3 separate regions of the Mus musculus genome follow, and regions 1 and 3 are each linked to region 2. A link is a contact called in public HiChIP or PLAC-seq data. All regions are on one chromosome and are shown on one strand. The core of a region is the stretch at or near the end of the contact, and the rest is flanking DNA. Distances in the headings are between cores, read along the strand shown.

What was found. HiChIP or PLAC-seq counts read pairs in DNA pulled down with a chosen protein or histone mark.
Region 1: an H3K27ac HiChIP or PLAC-seq map of DN3 thymocytes shows a contact between it and region 2, with 6 times the contacts expected there. The contact joins the enhancer-like site here to the promoter of Sox13 in region 2. A contact is called at or near these places in 8 of 39 promoter capture datasets (the 3T3-L1 cell line, the HPC-7 cell line, HPC-7-derived erythroid cells and 5 more), 18 of 115 datasets of contacts at active chromatin or transcription factors (DN3 thymocytes, the HPC-7 cell line, T-cell acute lymphoblastic leukemia and 13 more) and 3 of 9 other capture datasets (adipose tissue, liver and pancreatic islet).
Region 3: a contact with region 2 is called in an H3K27ac HiChIP or PLAC-seq map of embryonic stem cells, with 8 read pairs. The contact joins the enhancer-like site here to the promoter of Sox13 in region 2. A contact is called at or near these places in 2 of 39 promoter capture datasets (both in liver), 2 of 484 Hi-C or Micro-C datasets (liver and pancreatic cancer cells), 14 of 115 datasets of contacts at active chromatin or transcription factors (craniofacial prominence, embryonic stem cells, fetal liver and 6 more) and 1 of 9 other capture datasets (embryonic stem cells).

Annotation. Positions count from the first base shown.
Region 1 is chr1:133,547,866-133,551,337 of GRCm38.p6, forward strand. No RefSeq gene overlaps it. Among named protein-coding and RNA genes, the nearest start is that of Snrpe, 61 kb to the right of the region's middle. Within about 2 kb of position 2,181, at least 30 of the 459 cell types and tissues checked have an H3K27ac peak or open chromatin away from gene starts, as enhancers often do. A contact at or near this core is called in DN3 thymocytes, the HPC-7 cell line and T-cell acute lymphoblastic leukemia, where this site is marked.
Region 2 is chr1:133,422,837-133,426,479 of GRCm38.p6, forward strand. It overlaps Sox13 (SRY (sex determining region Y)-box 13), which reads right to left and starts at 1,376. Exons shown (of 14, transcript NM_011439.2): 1 at 1,040-1,376.
Region 3 is chr1:133,526,749-133,530,478 of GRCm38.p6, forward strand. It overlaps the pseudogene Gm8596. Among named protein-coding and RNA genes, the nearest start is that of Snrpe, 82 kb to the right of the region's middle. Within about 2 kb of position 1,258, at least 16 of the 459 cell types and tissues checked have an H3K27ac peak or open chromatin away from gene starts, as enhancers often do. A contact at or near this core is called in embryonic stem cells, intestinal villus epithelium and pancreatic cancer cells, where this site is marked.

The DNA of each region.
Region 1 (3,472 bases), core at 931-3,430, 130 kb after region 2:
CATACTATATGATTGTATGATTGTTATACATACTATATGATGGGCTGGTTATTGGCTGTGTTATTTGTACTTTTATGGGTGCTTTAAATATTCACATTTCATTTTATTTAAAAATACACAAAATAAAGTTAAGGTTTAAACACGTATTCATAATCCTCCTCCTCGTCAGACGCAGGCTGGGGGCTCAACTCTGCTTGTTCTCAGCTTTTGCCCTTCACTACACATCTTAGAGCGGTGCTTCTCAGCCTTCCTAACACTGCAAGCCTCTAATACAGTTCCTCACATGGTGAGTCCCAGCTAGAAATTTATTTCATTGCTACTTTACAACTGTAAATTTGCTATTGTTATGAATCATAATGTAAGTATCTGACATGGGACCCCAAAGGGTCAAGACCCAACGGTTAAGAACTTTGCCTTAATGCTTATTTAATCCAAAAGAGATGGACGATCTGTTGCTCAGCTGCTCATTAAGATGGCACACCCGTGGGACCTGGAGACACCCCCGTGAGGTGGGAGAGATGGCTCAGTGGTTAAGAACGTGTACTGCTCTTACAGAGGACCTGAGTTCAGTTCCCAGGACTGATGTCTACTGGCTGATGGAGCAGGAGCTGTAGAGCCCCTCACTTGCCTGGGTGCGTGGCAGTGTTGCAATAGCTGCAGCTGTGGCGAGTTCTACACACAGAGGACAGATTGCCATTGAGACCCAAGTCTGAGGCTGCCAGATGGCTCAGCAGCAATGGTGCTTGCCATTCAAGCCCGGTTTCTATCCCTGGAACCTACGGAACACAGAGAGATCCAACTTCAGAAGAGCACCATTGCAGTACCCCATCTCATATACAATACTAATAATTTTCAAAAATGAACTCAAAAGGAGCATGTATGTTAAATTGACTGGAGAGGGATCCGAAATGCCACAATAGTGTCTACAGCAGTAACCCTCAAATGTGTCCGGTCTCTTCCTGGGAATTTGTTATTTAGTTTCTCATATTTGGCTAATAGTTACTTTTGTACCTAATTTTAAACTGGAGACAATATATTACTGCTAAAGAAGTTTCAAAACTTTGTTCTTAGCCTCATAAAGCAGACCCCTGCCGGTTTACCCCCACAACAGTCTGTCTTCTGTACAGGATTTCTGTCTGGAAATTTACACAACAGACCATTCTCCCGACCTGTTTCACTCACTGTTGTTTGGGATGGTGGTCATGGCAGCCAGATCAGGACCATGACACAGAATAGTTCTTTTTTTTTTCCTGCTGCCTGCATACATGACTGCCATCTGAGTTGATTTGTCCAAGGAGATGCCTGGCCCAGGCAGGATAAACAGTTCTTTGTCTACCATTTTCAAACTGGGATTATAAAGAGACAGGGGTCCCTTTCTGTTCTCACGCACTTTAAACTATGTAGCACAAGCTGGCAACAGTGTTACTTGGCCTTCCATCACTACAAGGAAACCCTGGCTGCAGATACTTATGAAATAAAGAGACTTATTTTAACTGATGCTTCTGTAGATTTCAATTCAAGATTGAACAGCTCCATTGCTCTGGGCAAGGGGTGGAAATCCTATATTTGGGACAAACTGCTTTTGGCATGAACCAGGACACAGAGAGAAAGACAGTCCTGCAATCTCCTTCCAGAGTGGACTCCCAGTAACCAAAAGGTCTCCTGGAAGGCTCCACCTCCTAAAAGTCCACAGCACTTCCAAATAGCATTGCACTGGGCAAGCCTTTGCTACGTGATTGACTGGGAGACATCAGAAAGCCTGTTTTATGCCAACATTTAGACAGTATCAGTAATCTTCTAATGGTTTCTCTTTACATCCTCACAGAGGGAGCAAGCAGGCACTAGTGGAACAAGAGGAAAGGGGAGAAGAGCTCTAAAAAGCCCTTCTTGTTGTTCCTTGAACCAAAGCATATTTCTATGCTTATATTTTGGCTCGTCAGTTCTTTTTTGACACAGAGAGCTGCCCCAATATCATATCTTCAGCGAGCTCCTAGTTCTACCCAAGCTTACTATATCTTGTGAATGAAGCAGACGGTTATGAAGGCAAGGCTGGCCATGTGTTCAGCTCTGGTGTGTTTTGTGGTTCGAGGAACTGGTATCAATCTTGGGCTCCCTGCTCTTCAGGAAAGAGATAGAGAGTCTGCCGCAGAGTAGGCAGAGCGGGCCCCATCCTGCCCAGCTGGGCATCCTTCCTGTAGCTGCCTCCCGTGCTTGCTTCCTGCCGTCCTGACTACTCACCGAAATGCACAACAGAAACCAACGCTGATGATATCTGCTTTCCCAGATCTATGAGGGGCCTCCCAGCTGCGGATGGGTGACAGTGACAATTAACCTTCAAGGAGGCCTGAGCCCAGGTATGGAGCACACAGCAGCAGCAGCCACCTCCGGTCGCCAGCACACCTGCGTCCCACAGATCTGAGATGCTACGATTTACCAAAGTAGAAGAACCACATTTAATTGATATTCTTTCCCTTCTCCAAGGGCCTATCAGTCCTTGAGTTTTCCTTATCAAAAGTTCTTTTCCAACAAGCTACAGATTGTATAAACTGTAATGTATTAACATTACATAATGTAGCAATGGGTGCTACAATCCTGTTTGGAAATCTCCTAGCCAAACACCTCCCCTGGACACTAAACTCTCCCCCCATCCCCCGTGCCAAGTTTTCCCCCATTTTCACACTAAACTCTCCCCCCCCCAACAAGTTTTCCCTCATTAGAAACGTTAAACTTTATTTATTTATTTAAAGACAGTGTCTCAGGTAGTCCAGTCTGGCCTCAGACTGTGTAGTTGGGATGACCTTAAAGTCTTAGTCCTCCTGCCTCCACGTCCTGTGCTGGGGTTACAAGTGTGAACCACCACGTCCGGTTTATACAGTGCTGGGATTGAACCAGGGCCTTGTGTATGCTAGGCAACAGTCCACCCACTGAATTACATCTTTAGTCCTGAAATTTATTTGCTTTTGACAAAAGCATCTTAATCCTATTTTGCTACAATTCCTATTGTTCGGTACTGGCACGGGAATGCAGAGCTTGGCACATGCTAACATACTTTGTCATCAGCTATACCACTGGCCCACAGTCATAGTTCCGTGTTTGGCTTTTTTTTGTTAGCTGGATCTTCATACATGTGCCTACATGTAATGCCAAACAAGACAGAAGCCAGCTCTGATCTTATATGATGAGGCAAGTAACATAATTTTCAAAATCATAAACAAATTATGTACATGAGAAAATAAAAGTATAGTCAAAAATGTTCATAGTCCATAGCCCCCTCCACAAGTCTCTTCCTGAGTATAAGCAATGGAGGGACTGCTGTGAGTCACTAGTGAAAGTTGCCTTGCTCATCTTAACTGTTCAGAATACCACTCACTTGGAAAATTATTATTATAATTTATAGTTCCCTTTGGAACATGGTTCTCAAGAAGTCCAAAACTATGGGGCCAATCTACTGAGTGCCTTCTGCATTGTAGCA
Region 2 (3,643 bases), core at 126-2,625:
CCAAGAGCGCCAGCTGCTGGGGACCCTCCCAGGCTAGAGCCACCGCTCAAGCGCCCGGGGTCCTCCCGGAATGATCCAAGGCTGAAGTTCAAAATTCACGTCCAGCCCAAGCCGGACCCCCGGCCTCGCCAAGGACTCTGGGACAGCTCCCACTCTCCGTGCCTTTCCCCCCCCAGCTTCAAGTAATGAGGCACCTCCTGCCAGGACATGTAGGTTGGTTGCGGGGAGATCCCGCGGGCGACCCTAGAGCTCCTGGGGAATCTGAGCAGCCGCAGCTGGCGCGTGCAAACACACGCACGCACACACACACACACTCGCGTGAGTGTGTGTTTACGTACCGAACGTGGGATGGGAAAACAATGGCGAACCGCTGGGACTACGCGACCACCCCCCACCCCCATCCCATCAGTCCTGTGATCAATTTATTTCTACAGTGAAAGGGGCTGAAAGGCGCTTCTCCGACACTCCACCGTGGGACGCAGGGGTGGCAAGGGGCAGGCTGGAGTGAAGAGCAGCAAGGGCTGAAAAAATGGGAGGCGGCGCCCGGCTGGTCCGCGGGGAATGAACCGGAGCCGTGGGAAGGGCGCGCGCTGAACCCCGGCTGCCCAATGCACCCCGGGACCGGAGCTCCGCGTTGCGGGTACCCGAGCCCCACGTGGGGCTCGCACGGGGACATCTAAGCTCAGGCTGGGAGTGCTTAAACTGGGAGCGTTGGTCAGGCTGGGGCGAAAGACCTAAGGCCGGCGGGTCGCAAAGGGCGGGCGGGTAGAGGACCCCCGAAGCCCGGCTCGCGTGGCGCGCGCACGCCACCCCCAACGGCCTGTAGCCACTGCCCTCCAAAAGGACGCGGGATCAGCGCGGCGCCACCGGCCGGCGTTGTGAGGGGTCTGGTAGGATCGGCTCCGCCTGGCAAAAACTTTGCCCAAGATGGAAAGTCGCGCGGCAGAGAGCCAGCGTGTCCCTAGGAACGCGGGGGCGCGCGTGTCAAACTTCGCGAGGCTGGGGTGATGGGGCGCGCGGCGCGAAGGGGCGCACTTACTAATCGGTCGGGCGCGGGCCCGGGGTCGCAACTCCGCGCTCCGGCTTCTGCTCAGTGCGTCCCGGCAGCCAGCAGCCTGGCCTTCCCGCTCACATGCCCCGGCAACGCGGCGGGCAGCGGGCCGGGGCGGCGCGGCCGGGCGGAGGCACGCCCCCCGCCGTGGGCTGGAAGCGCTCAGGACCCGCGGCCCGCCGGGCTCCGCTGGCCACGGTCGCCGAGCTGAGGACGGGTCGGGCGGCGCCCTCCTCCGAGCCAGGCCGCTCGGCACTCTGCCCTCTGCCCCCGGCTGGCCGCCGCCGTGTTCCCTTCCGCAGTCCGGCTCCCGGACTCGCGGCCGCTGCGCCCGCCAGGCCGGCGGGCAGTGCGCTCTGCTCCTCCGCGCAGCTCCGAGCCCGCTGGGTCCAAAGCCAGGGCCTCCGAAGCTGAGCGCGCCGCCTCGGCCTTCGACCTCCGCCGGCCGCTCCGGAGCTCGGCTTCCAGGAGCCGCGCTCGTACACTTCAGTTCCCAGGCGGGACTGGAGCAGGGCGCTCGCCGCTCGCTTCTGCGAAAGCCACTCCGACAGCCTCCGAGGAGAAAGAGGGAGGGAGGGAGGGAGGGCGCGAGCGGGCGGGGGAGGAGGGAGGGTGTGGAGATGGAGGAGGGAGGGACAGAGCTTCCTCCTCCTCCTCCTCCTCCTCCTCCTCCTCCTCCTCCTCCTCCTCCTCCTCCTCCTCCTCCTCCTCCTCCTCCTCCTCCCAGCAGCTGGTCCAGCCAGGCCTCAACAGCTGGAGACCTGTGCTGGGAAGGGGACAGCAGAGGTTCTCCAGAGTGAGACCTGTGGAGATGTAGTGACCCACTGGATAGAGAAAATAGGGGGAGGAAGGTGAATTCTGCCTAGTCCCCTCGACCCAGGTTTGAGAGTTACTATGGGGAATTTTCATTCCTTTTAACAAGTCCAGTTCACAGCCTCCTCCAGAGACCCGAGATTGAACTTTATTTTTCTCACTGGTAAATCAGACTGGCCTCGAACTCACAGAAACCTGCTTGGCTCTGCCTCCAGGGTGCTAGGATTAAAGGCATGCTCCTTGAGAACTGCCCTTGGAGCTGGGAGTGGCTCATGCCTATAATACCTGGGAAGCTGAGGCAGGAGGATCTCAATTTGAAACCAACCTGAGGGCAAGGAGAGACCTGCTTTGATGCGATCAGATCTCTGACAGCTTCCTAATGTCTAGCCACTCCCTAGCCCTGTCCTTTTTAGAATTTCTCCAACAAGTCCTTCCTTTCTTCCTGCCCCGTTTAGGAGGAAGGTTTGTTTGAAGAAGGGTTTCTCCTCATTCGGCCCATCTATTAAATGTCTACACCAAACCTGACCCAAGCAGATGCCAGGGATCACCAAGATGAATGACACAGTGGCAGCCCTTTCTGGATTCCCATGTTGTGAAGACTCTAATTCTACAAAGTGCTAGAGCCATAGGGTCTACCAAGGATGCTAAGCTATGGGGACTTGGATCAGAGTCTCCTTAGAAAGGCCACAGTTTGAAGTACGTCTTGAAGACCTGTGGGAGCAGGGCTGGTTGAAGGAACGCCCATTGTGGGACTGTATGACCCTCTCCCTCTCGAGTGGTGGCCAAGCAGGAAGCTTCCACAGGATGCATGCATTTCATCAGTCCCTGCTTCCCTGCCTGGGTGACAACTCTTCCATAGTCTTCTGTCTTTTGGGTCTCTGTCTGGTACCAGCTTCTCAGGCAATCTTTGAGGATCAAATCATGGCCAGGAGCTCCATCCATGGGCTCTGAGAACCCCACAGGTCATTTGCCTGTCTACACTGTGACATTGAGATGGTAAACTCTTTGGGACAGGGAGGGATGTGCCTCTTGTTCATGGTTAGATCCTATGTGTCTAGATGGGACTTGGCAAAGAGGAGGCCCATAATACATTCGTGTTTATCAGTTAGCTCTTTACAAAGAAAGGGGTTCTAAGCAGGGCTCTGGTGCAATCAGTGTAGCTGAGGTACAGAGGTTGGCCAATGAGGAGCTTCAGAAGGAAGGATGAAGACCTGAGCCAAGGTAGGGCTAGAGTGTGGGAAAGCAGATGGGAAAGGCCAATGGTAACTGTTGAGGGTATGGTTTTAGGGAGACTGGGTGGGATCATTTCAGAAGCCAGGAAAGAATTATCCAAGGGCCACCTTCTTTCTCTCCTCCCAGACAGCATGTCTGTGCACCCATATCTTGTGGTTTCCCTCTGGCCCCTGGTCAGCTTCAGTGGTGCACTTCTCTGTGGGCCCCTCCCTGTCCCTGCCATTAGCTACAGCAGATGGAGACAGACAAGAATGGAGTTTGAACTGGGTGTGCAGTTACTCTCCTTTAACCCCAGCCTCAGGAAGCAGAGGCAGGTAGATCTCTATGAGTTTGGAAGTAGCCTGATCTACATAGTGAGACACTGTCATCATCATCATCAACAATAATAACAGCATAATAAGTTAAGACAAAATAAAAACCTTGGCATCTCTAAAAACAACAACAGGGAGCCTAGAAGTGCATGCTCCTGTCTCCATCACTCACCGCCTGGCAGTTCATTTCTAACACAGCCCTCCCAGTCACTGCCACCAAATTAAGCTATGAAGT
Region 3 (3,730 bases), core at 8-2,507, 100 kb after region 2:
GATGATTTGCGCTCTGGGTACTCACCATTGCTTATTTCCAGGCTCTGTAAGCTGAGGTCAGACTGGCCCATTTGGGACACCATCAGCTTCTGATTATTGGTATGCTGTTTATTTCTTTGCTCAGAGATTGAATCTAAGTTTCTTGGCTTAAGGTAAATTGGTCTAATAATTCTGCTCTCTGAGAAGCCATGATTTGTTCCAGAACCTTCAGGCCTCAGCTAACCAGCTGTCTGAAAATGTTAATATTCTTGGCCCAGTGAGGCCCAGCTCACAGCTACAAAACTGAAGAACAATGCTTTATTCTTTCAAAAGCCATTTGGACCAAAGGTTCTCAAAACTAGCTGAATGTCAACTTCAGAATGGTCTTCCTCCATCTTTTCCTTCCCTTCCCTTCCCTTCCCTTCCCTTCCCTTCCCTTCCCTTCCCTTCCCTTCCCTTCCCTTCCCTTCCCTTCCCTTCCCTTCCCTTCCCCCTTCCCTTCCCTCCCCCTCTCCCTTCCCTTCCCCTCTTCCTTCCCTTCCCCTCTCCCTTCCCTTCCCTTCCCTTCCCTTCCCTCCCCTCCCCTTCCCCTTCCCCTTCCCCTTCCCCTTCCCCTTCCCCTTCCCCTTCCCTTCCCTCCCTCCCCCCTCTTTCTCACTCTCTAAGGTATCTCTGTGTAGCCCTGGCTGTCCTGGAACTTCCTCAGTAGACCAGGCAGGCTGGCCTTGAACTCAGAGATTCACCTGCCTCTGCTTCCTGAGTGCTGAGTTGAAAGGCATGTGCCACCGCTGCCAGGTCTCAAGGTATCCTCTTAAGACAAAGCTGTATTCAAATCCATACCTTCCCCCTCTACCATGTATGTCCAACCCACAACCCATAGGTCTCCTGTAAACATGAACTGTGAATGTGCCCAACACACATGAGAAGCCTACTTAAAAGTAGGAGATGTTAGTGTGATTTATTGATTTATTTTGTAACTCGATTGTGCAATTCTCAAGTATGAATTTTATAGATAATGACGTAGGCTGGTGAAGGCAAAGGCTGGCCACCTGCTGGGTGGAAACTTCCTTTAGAGTGGCTCCCACTGGAGGCCTGGATCTTTGCTTTGTGCAGCTCAGGCTCTGGAACTTAACGTGACCTGGATCCTGGGAGCTCTGCCACCCAAGAAGGACAGAACACACTAGAAATGTTTTTTGGGTCCCCTGGGAGTCACAGTGGCTGTCTGGCGGAGGCAGTCCAGCTGTGGAGGGTGTTCAGGTTTCTCTTTTGTCTCTGTTCTTTTGTTCTGTGAGGCTAGTGATGGAGCAGAGCCCACTTATAGGGTGTAGTGTGGGCTGAGTCCCTGAGCCTACTTTTGTCCTTCCTTTATTCTTATCACTGCTAATGATGAGGAACAGCAGCCACCAGTCAGGACACTCCCAGGCTGTCATCCATGCATTCTAGAGCCAATAGCACTGTGTGGATATAAGAGCCTCTGACGGCTCACTGTTCTGGACGATCTAAGCTGGGTGTGGCAGTGTATATTTGCAATCCTACTTGGAAAGCTGAGCAGCTCTAACTACAAAGTTCAAGGCCATCCTGAACTCACCGAGAGGCTCTAACTCATAAAAAGAAAAAGAAAGGAAGGAAAGAAGAAAGAAGAGAAAAAGTAAAATTTAAAATTTCTTAAGGATTTCAAAGGACTTGGTGGTTGACACTTTAACTGTTGTTTCTAAAAAGTAGACAGTTACAAAGTCATTTCCTTTAAGAACTTTTAAGAAAGGCAAGTTAAAATCTACAGCCCTGCTGGATGTAAAGCATCCTATACCTTTGCTCCCAGGACTAGGAGACAGAGGCAGGCAGATATATTGAGTTCAAGGTCAGCCAGGATTTCAGAGTGAGACCCTTTCTGGAAAAAAACAAGTAGTATCTTAAGAGTGTGTATGTTAGTTGTGTTCCTTATGTTCTGTTATTTAGCAGTGTGTGTAAAATGTCCAGATTTGTCCAGATAGCCTTCTGTCATTGACTGCTGATTCCATCGATCGATTGTACTTTGCGTAATTTATTTGGATGCATTGCTGCGAATTAAACCCAGGCTCTCATACGTGCTGGGCAAGCACTCTACTGCTGAGCTGTATCAACATGATACAGCTGTGATTGACACAGGGTCTAAGTAAGTTTCCCAGGCTGGCCTTGAGACAGAGAGCTTCTTACCTTCATCTCTGAAGAGGCCACGCAGCCAGCTCTCGTAGAACTTGAGTTGAGATGGTCTTGTGAACTTGGAGAATGGTTGTTCATTTGAAAATGAATGCGGCTGGGCTGGGGCAGTGTTTCCTTTGTTTATAAAGTTCAACTCTGCCTCCTTGTTGATCCTGCCTAGCTGTTCTATTGAGTGTGAAGTATTGAAGGCTCAAGTTGTGATTATTGAGTCACCTTATGGCTTCCTTCAATTCTGTCCATTTGAGGCTCAATTGTTCAGTACAAAAATGCTTATGATTAGCTACATATGCAGCAGAGGATGGCCTTGTCGGTCATCAGTGGGAAGAGAGGCCCTTGGTCCTGTGAAGGCTCTATGCCCCAGTATAGAGAAGTGCCAGGGCCAGGAAGCAGGAGTGGGTGGGTTGGGGAGCAGGGCGAGGGGGAAGGGATAGGGGGTTTTCAGAGGGGAAACCAGGAAAGGGGAAAACATTTGAAATGTAAATAAAGGAAATAGCTAATAAAAAAAAGAGGAAAAAATGTTTATGATTGCTCTCTCTCTACCAGATGAGCAAGATGCCCAAAGGAAAGAAAGCCAAGGGGAAGAAGGTGGCTCTGGCCCCTGCCACCATCAAGAAACAGGAGGCCAAAAAGGTGAAAAGGTGGTCAATCCTTTGTTTGAGAAAAGGCCCAAGAACTTCAGCATTGGGCAGGACATCTAGCCCAAAAGAGATCTAACACGCTTTGTCAAATGGCCCTGCTACATCAGGCTGCAATGGTAAAGAGCCATCCTCTATAAGTGGCTCAAAGTACCTCCTGCTATTAACCAGTTCACCCAGTCCCTGGACAGGCAAACAGCTTGCCCACAAGTACAGGCCAGAGACAATGCAGCAGAAGAAGCAAAGGCTACTGGCCTGTGCTGAGAAGAAAGCTGCTGGCAAAGGCGACGTCCCAACTAAGAGACTACCTGTCCTCTGAGCAGGGGTCAATACAGTCACCACCTAGGTGGAGAACAAGAAGACTCAGCTGGTGGTGACTGCCCATGACGTAGACCCCATTGAGTGGTGGTTTTCCTGCCTGCCCTGTGTCGAAAGATGGGGGGTGCGCGGATTGCATCATCAAGTGAAAGGCCAGGCTGGAGTGCCTGATCCACAGGAAGACGTGTACCACTGTTGCCTTCACACAGGTTAACTCGGAAGACAAGGGTGGTCTGGCTAAGCTGATGGAAGCTATTAGGACCAATTATAATGACAGATATGTCGAGATCTGTGGCCACTGGGGAGGCTACGTCCTGGGTCCTAGATCTGTGACTTGCATTGCCAAGCTGGAAAAGGTGAAGGCTAAAGAACTCACCACTAAATGGGTTAAATGTATACTAAGTTTTCTGTACATAAATATAACTACAAAAATTTTTTAAAGTTTATGATTGTTATGAGTTACTGATTGAGACACACACACTCACACTCACCCTCTATCCTTGAGACAGAACCTTGCTGCAATTACCAATGCCTTTAGACCTACAATCTTCCTGCTTTGCCCTCTGGTGTTCTGTGGTAGCAGGCTCGCCCCTCTTGCT